Regions from separate parts of the Rattus norvegicus genome. Here region 1 is linked to region 2. A link is a contact called in public Hi-C data. All regions are on one chromosome and are shown on one strand. Each heading gives the region's core, a stretch centred on a gene start, on an enhancer-like site or on the middle of the called end of the contact. The rest is flanking DNA. Distances are from core to core; before and after follow the strand shown. Region 1 holds the start of Hic1 (HIC ZBTB transcriptional repressor 1). Region 2 holds the start of Mnt (MAX network transcriptional repressor).

Evidence for each region. A called contact is a pair of places that touch in the nucleus more often than the background predicts.
Region 1: a contact with region 2 is called in a Hi-C map of mammary epithelial cells, with 2.2 times the contacts expected there. The contact joins the promoter of Hic1 here to the promoter of Mnt in region 2. A contact is called at or near these places in 2 of 12 Hi-C or Micro-C datasets (Schwann cells and mammary epithelial cells).

The regions. Positions count from the first base shown.
Region 1 is chr10:60,515,640-60,518,995 of GRCr8, forward strand. It overlaps Hic1 (HIC ZBTB transcriptional repressor 1), which reads right to left and starts at 1,806. Exons shown (of 2, transcript NM_001422893.1): 1 at 1,665-1,806; 2 at 1-208. The coding sequence starts at 188.
Region 2 is chr10:60,196,426-60,199,699 of GRCr8, forward strand. It overlaps Mnt (MAX network transcriptional repressor), which reads left to right and starts at 1,534. Exons shown (of 6, transcript NM_001105807.2): 1 at 1,534-2,010. The coding sequence starts at 1,938.

The DNA.
Region 1 (3,356 bases), core at 556-3,055, 320 kb after region 2:
AGCAGGTTGTCATGCACCACCAGGGACTTGAGGTAGGCGCTGCTGGCTGCCAGCACGTTCTTGTGAGCGCGGAAGAGGGCGTTCTGCACCACGATGATCACGTCGCACAAGAAGCCCTTGGTGCGCTGGTTGTTGAGCTGCAGCAGTAGCTGCCTCGAATGGCCAGGCGCCTCCATCGCGTCCAGCATCGTCTGCCCAGCACACTCTCCTGCGGGAGACACACACCAGCTGGGTCAGAGCTACGCAGTACAGTGCCCCTGCCTCTTGAACCCAACCCAGTCTGTTCCCCTCCGCTTCCCCTTCCCCTCAGCTGAGCAGGGGCATGGAGCACCTCGGCCTGAACAGCAGCCGAGGAGGATCAGCGGCCTCCGGGAGTGGCAGCCTAGGCCCGCTGGCCCTAGACAGAAGGAGCAGGAAGATCAAGGCTGTGGATGGAGAGGAGGCCAGGTTAGCCTATTTGTCCCAGACCCAGATGCTCCTGGGCACTGGAGCTGGGTGCTGGGAACTTCCAGGGAGAAATCTGTTAGGGCGAAATGACCCTTTCGGAGACTATTACCCGATTTAAGTAAAATGTCCGCTTCAGGAAAAGTCATTCAGGGCCGAAAAGTTTGCCCAAGTGGGGAGAAAAGGAGCCGATTTAGAAGCGCCTCCCGCCTCGAGAGAAGTTGCCCCGGTTAGGGGAAGTGATAAGGAAGACAGGAGCACGATGCCCATCCAGGCGCCGCCCTGGCCGGGGGCTGTCAGGCCTTCGTTTGGGCCCGCCGCCCCGGCACGGGGAGCGGAGACAGTGGCTGCGGTGGCGGGCAGAGCGCGAAGGCCGGGCCCCGGCGCGGGGAGGGCGTTATATCGGGGCAGGAGGCTGAGGCAGGAAGCAGGTGGGGGGGAGGGGGGAGCCACGCAGCTCCCAGGGGAGGGAGGGGGCAGCGCCCCGGGCGGGCACGGCGCACAGCCGGCTGCGGCCCTGACCCTGGCCTGCGCCCCACCCGCGTTCTGGACCCAGCCCGGGCCTCGGCTCTACATCTCTTCCCCAGCTCCCCTCCGCCCCGTCTCCCCCGAAACACTGCCGCCCCAAACTTGGGGAAAACTTTCCCAACTTCAGAAAGGGCGGGAGGAGCGCGCCGGCCCCAGCCCCTCTCCCCGGCCCCCAGTTTCTCCTCTGGGCCCCCAATTTCAGCAGCCTGGTGGCCGCGGGGACCCACACCAAACCTAAAGCCGCCCTGCCCTCCGGCGAGCACGCCCGCCCCTGTTCCCCGCCTGGCCCGCAGGGCCTCGCCGGCCCGTTACCTGCGGCGGCAGCCCAGCCCGGCTTCCCTCCCTGAGGCGGTGGCAGCTCCTAGCCTGCGCCCCACCCGCCCCGCTGCCAGGCGCCGAGCTGTGCCAGGGCAGCGCCCCTGCCAGCCCCGCCCGCCGGCTCCCCTTGCCTTCCCCTCTCCTCCCCAGCCCATGTGCGGGCAGAGCCGGCCCCGGGCCGCTGACCCCGCCGTGAACCCGGCGCCGAGCAGCAGTCGGGCCATCCCGAGTCCTCTAGGGAAGACACTTAGAGCCCCAAGCGCCAGCCGCGACTGGGGCGCCCACGCCTGAGGATGCTCCTGAGGCGGCCGGCGCGCGAGGACCGGACTGTCCCGGGTCCCTGGCCCTTCCCTGTCGCCAACTCCAGGACCCACCTGGGGGGCATGTCGGAAGCCCCGGGCCCGGCTGCCGGCGGATCCAGGGGGGGACGTGGCTGCAGTGCGCTGCCCTCCGCCCGCCGGGCCCCCGGTCGGTCTGTCTTGCCGGTCCGTCCTCCCCGCGTCCTGATCGCGTCTCAGCCCCTCCGCGCTTTTCGCACACTCTTATCTGGAGCGGCCCGAACCGGCAGACGCTGCTGCGGCCATGGCGCCACCTCGCGGCCGCGCGGGGCTGTGTACGGCTGGGCTGCGACCTCTGGCGCACACCTGGGCTGGAGGCTTGCAGATGCGGAGCTGAGCTGGAGATCTTGAAGGTTCGCGCGCTTCCAGATGTGCCCACCTGGAGACCCAGATATCGATCGGACCTGGGAGTCCCGTAAACCTTGGGGTTTTGTGCTGAGTGCTTCCGAGTACATATTTAAAAGTAATATTGCACCAATTCGGAAAAGGTTCTGTCTTCAAATGGGGAACTCAAGCCAGGGCTGGTGGCGCACTCTTGTAATCATCTTAGCATTCACTCGGGAGTTGGAAGCAAGAGGACCAGGAGTTCAAGGTCAGCCTCTACTACATGAGGCCCTATCTTTAAAAGGGGGATCGGGTTGGAACACTACTGACAGTATGTTGTGAGAGGGCGATTTTAGAAATCTTACGTGAGTTGAAGGTAAATAAGTTCGGAGCCGGACGAGGGTGGCTTTTATTAGGCATTTCTGAGCACCATTATTCACTTGAACTCACTGGGGAGAAAAATTCCAACTCTCCCCCAGACACATGTTATCAGTATGCATATCATAAACCGTCCACATTCAAACACTGTCCCAGCAGTGACACTCGAGGGTGCGCATGTTTACACAGGCAGTCCGCCCCTCTCCCGGAGTCCCAATGTCTTGGGCTTCTGAAGAGGCTAGTATGTGAAACAGGGAAGAGGACCTACCAAAGAGCCCTCCCCGAACTTGCCGGTCTCCAGAAGGACCCTAGAACCCTCCACTGGACGTAGCTGGACAAAGCCCCCTTGGGACATGCCTCTCAACTCCCCCACCCCCCATCTAAACAGTTTTGAGGGATCCTAAACTGTTCCAATACACCATTCGAGAGATATCACGAGAACCGGCGGCTTGAGACCCCCCTCAAAAAAAAAAATCCTATACGCCACATGAAGGAGGGCTCAATTCATGTTGGCGACGCCTCTTCTAGGAGGGAGGGGACCGTGCACCAGCTCTTGGGTGCTCACCGGAAATGTCCCTGCATAGCGGGGCGGAGGCACAAGCACCGTTACAGGCACCGCGCCTCCGTGGCCCACGCTCCGCCTCTTCCCCGCACCTCCTGACCCCCGCCCACACCACAGGGGGGGTCCCCCCAAACCGCCCACAGCTTCTTATTGGCTGTGCCTTCCTCCGTGGCCAAGCCGGAGAGGCTGGGGTGCAGAGTTACTATGGTAACCAATGAGGTTCCGGGGATCTCATCTCTCAGAGGCCTTGGAGAGCTTAGCAACCGCGCGGAGCTCAGGGCGGGTGGGGGCTGCGCTTGCCGCTCCCCACGCTGTCCTCGAGCCCCCACTCCCCCGCTTGAGGTAGTGGCTGAGTCACTCGCCCGGAGCCCGCCGGCCTGGCCTCTAGCTGTACCAGTGAGACACCAAGGTCTTGGGCGCCCCCTAGAGGCTGCGTTTCTTTGGCCGGGGACTTTAGCGCCAGG
Region 2 (3,274 bases), core at 284-2,783:
AAAGCACTGCCATGTCTCCACTTTCTTTGCATTGGCTACCAAGGAGGTTGACGCATTAACAGGTAAACTGCCTATTCCTAGCACTGAGACAGTAACTCGGTCGACTCTATTGTGCTCATGATATTTTAGTGCTTTCAATGCTAATTGTACGAATGGAGATTGTATGGCTTCCACCAAAGTAGCCATACAGTGTGGTTGGGTTTCAGATATAGGACATTTCTGTTGTCCTAATCAAGAATATGTGAGTGCTCAGACCCTTCCTGCATTGCAGTTTGATAGTCCTTCACTTTTGTGAGGACGGAGGTGGTAAGAGACAGACGGTTGGTTGAGAGAGGTCTGACCAGATTTCGATGGAACAAGGAGCAGTTGAAGTAGTCCCTTCACTTGGGCCTCAGTTTTCTTACCTGCAAAGTTCAATGATTTGGGCAAGCTGACTTCAAAGATCTTTTTGATTGTACCCAAGGAAGGTCCTCTAAACCTTGGAGTCAGGATAAAGGCTGACTGGCGAGCTTAGGAGAGAGCGCGGTTCCAGCCCAACCTAGTGAGCGACCCCGCCCCGCGCCCAGCAGGCAGCCAGGGTAGCGCACAGCTTCCGCCCTCCACGTTGTTGTTCCTGATTTAGGCCACGCCTCCTTGGCCTGGGTTTCAGATGCTTCGCTCTTTGACTACTGGGGCCGGGGCCCAACAACGAGGTGGCCTCTGGAGTGGCACACTTTTTGTCTCCACCCATATCAAAACTGGTGGACAAAGAATTTAGAAGAAGGAAGACCTGGTTTTGAATGGGAGGGTGATGTAAAGCAGGGGATGGGCCTCAGCACGACTGCGGAATTCCCCCTGTAGGTGTCTCACCTTACCGTCACCCGGTGGCCCTATCCGCACCCGCTAATACGACCCTGAAGACACTGGCCCTTTAAACCCAAGGCTGGCGGCGCGGGGTGTCCATGTGGAGCTGCTCCATGCCGTGTTGTCCTGCCCACCCATTGGCGGGCGGCCTGGTGATGTAGCCTAATAGGATGCGAACGCACTGCGGGGGGAGGAACAGAGACAAAATCCGGAACGGGATCAGCTCTCCGGTCCCTCTGTCAGGACTCTAGCAGTCCGCTGTCAGCTCCGCCCAGGGGCGGATCCCGGGTGTAATTGCGACAGACCGGACGGCTGCAGGATTTAGGTCGTGTCTATGTGGGGTGTAGAGACCTGGAGGTTAGAATGTAGGTCTCCCTGACCTGTGTCACCACGTCTCAGCTAACCAAAGCCTTGGGCTTCCCATTCTTTCTGCAGGGCAGATCCCGCCGTGAATGCCCCAAGCACGCAACCCCTGTTTAACTTGTGGCTGGCCACGGAGAGGAGGGGCAAATAGGGAGAGCGGAAACAGCGCGGAAGCCTGGTTCCATCTCTCACCCCCACCCAAGCCACGTGTGCGCGCGCGATGGGCGGGGCTATCCTTGGCGCGACCCCGCCCTCAGTGAGACGCCGCGGCCCTGCGGGCGGGGGCTCCGGTCCGGGCTTTGGCTGCGGCCCCGGTGTAGTAGCGGGGGCGGCGGCCGGGGGCAGCGCGGCTCCTTCCCTTGTTGTGTGTGTCGGTGCCTCCTCGCCATCTTGTTGCAAAGCCCTTTCTTGTCGGCGGGACTCCGGGGGCCGCGGGGCGGGAGGCATCGGAAGAGAGGAAGAGGAAGAAGGAAGGAAGAAGGCAGTGCGCCTTTTTTATTTTTTGCATCAAAATTTTTTTTAATTTGCAAATTTTTATTTTGCAAATATTTTGGAGACATTGATTTTTCTCCCCGTGCTCCCCCGTTCTTTCCTGAGGAGTGCGCTGCTCCGCCCAGCCCTGTCGCCCCCCGGAGGTGATCCCTCCCTCCTGCCGGCCCGCCAGCCTGACCTGTGCTTGGCTCGCGGGCCGCAGCCTTGGCCCCGGCGCGCCCCCGGCTGCTCTCGGCGCGATGAGCATAGAGACGCTACTGGAGGCGGCCCGCTTCCTGGAATGGCAAGCGCAGCAACAACAGAGAGCACGTGGTGAGCGGCCCGGTTGGGCCCCTGGGGCACTGGGCAAAAGGGGAGGCCAGTGACCCCGATCCCCGAATTCACTGGAAATCCCAGGCAGGCCCCTTTATGGTGCGACCTAAAAAGCCGGGCACAGACTCCCCACAAGAGCTGCCATCCGGGAGGAGTGATGCGAACGTTGAAAATAATTAATGAATTCATTAACATGCAAAGAGGGACCCAGTTTCTGCGGGTACCACCCTAGCTGCCTGGCACCCCGTACACCTTCAGTGGGGGGCCCCTTAGTTGTGGGCGGGCGGCGCCCTCGCTACCATTGAGAATGTGTGAACCGGGGGATGGGGAGAGGGATGTTGATGTGTGGGGGTGGCAGACCCGCGTGTGCTTGCGTGTGTGCAGCAAGATGATGTGTGATGGGAGCCGAGAAAGAGCGGATGAACGGACGTGTACACGGGTGTTTGTACAGCACACGAGTGGGCGTGTGCGTAACTGGGTGGGGGTGGGGAATACTCTACGCGGATCCGCTCTTCGGATTCCCTGGCCCGGGCTAGAGGGTGCGGGGAGCGCTCCCGGCAGATCTACGCGCTGCTTGGGGCGGAGGCGGCCTTTGCAGAATGAAATGACATCGCGTGTCTTATGATCCTGGCCAGCCCCGCCTGACCCCGCCTCCCAGAGCTGGGCTGGGTCGCACGTCTAAGGTTTGGCTGAGAGCTGCGCTGATTGGGTGCATGTGAGTGTCCCGCGGGTCGCTGGGGCAGCCCTAGGCCCCCCTGCCTTGCCCTGCTTTAGCCGGTGTGGAATGTGGCGTGTCTGCGCGTTTCAAACCCGCTCTTGGCTGGAATGTTGCGTGTGCCTGCGTCCCAAGCCCGTTGGTTACCCAGAGTGGTGATGTAAGCAGGCTCCGCCCCCGACCACGTGCACGGGGGACACTCCCGCTGGGGACTGTGAGGCCCGGCCCCTCCTCACCTCCTCGCGGTTGCCCGGGGGCGGGGCCTGGGCGGGGCTGGCGAGGGGCCTTGAGTCGGGTTGGCCTCTAGCTCTGGTTGCTGGCCATCTCCCAGGGAGAGCCTTTGCCCTGGGTAGGAGGAGCTATATTCGCCTCTGCTCTTGCTGAAGCCTCCTGTTTTTGATCCTGTAGCGAGGGAAATCCTCAGAATCTCAGAGTGACATCTCCAAGTAACATCTAACTGACCCACTAACGGTGTTCCTAGGCCCTTCTGGCAACACCCCGGCCACATTGGAATAAGCTCGCATAAAAAGGGCCAACTTTGGCGCGCTC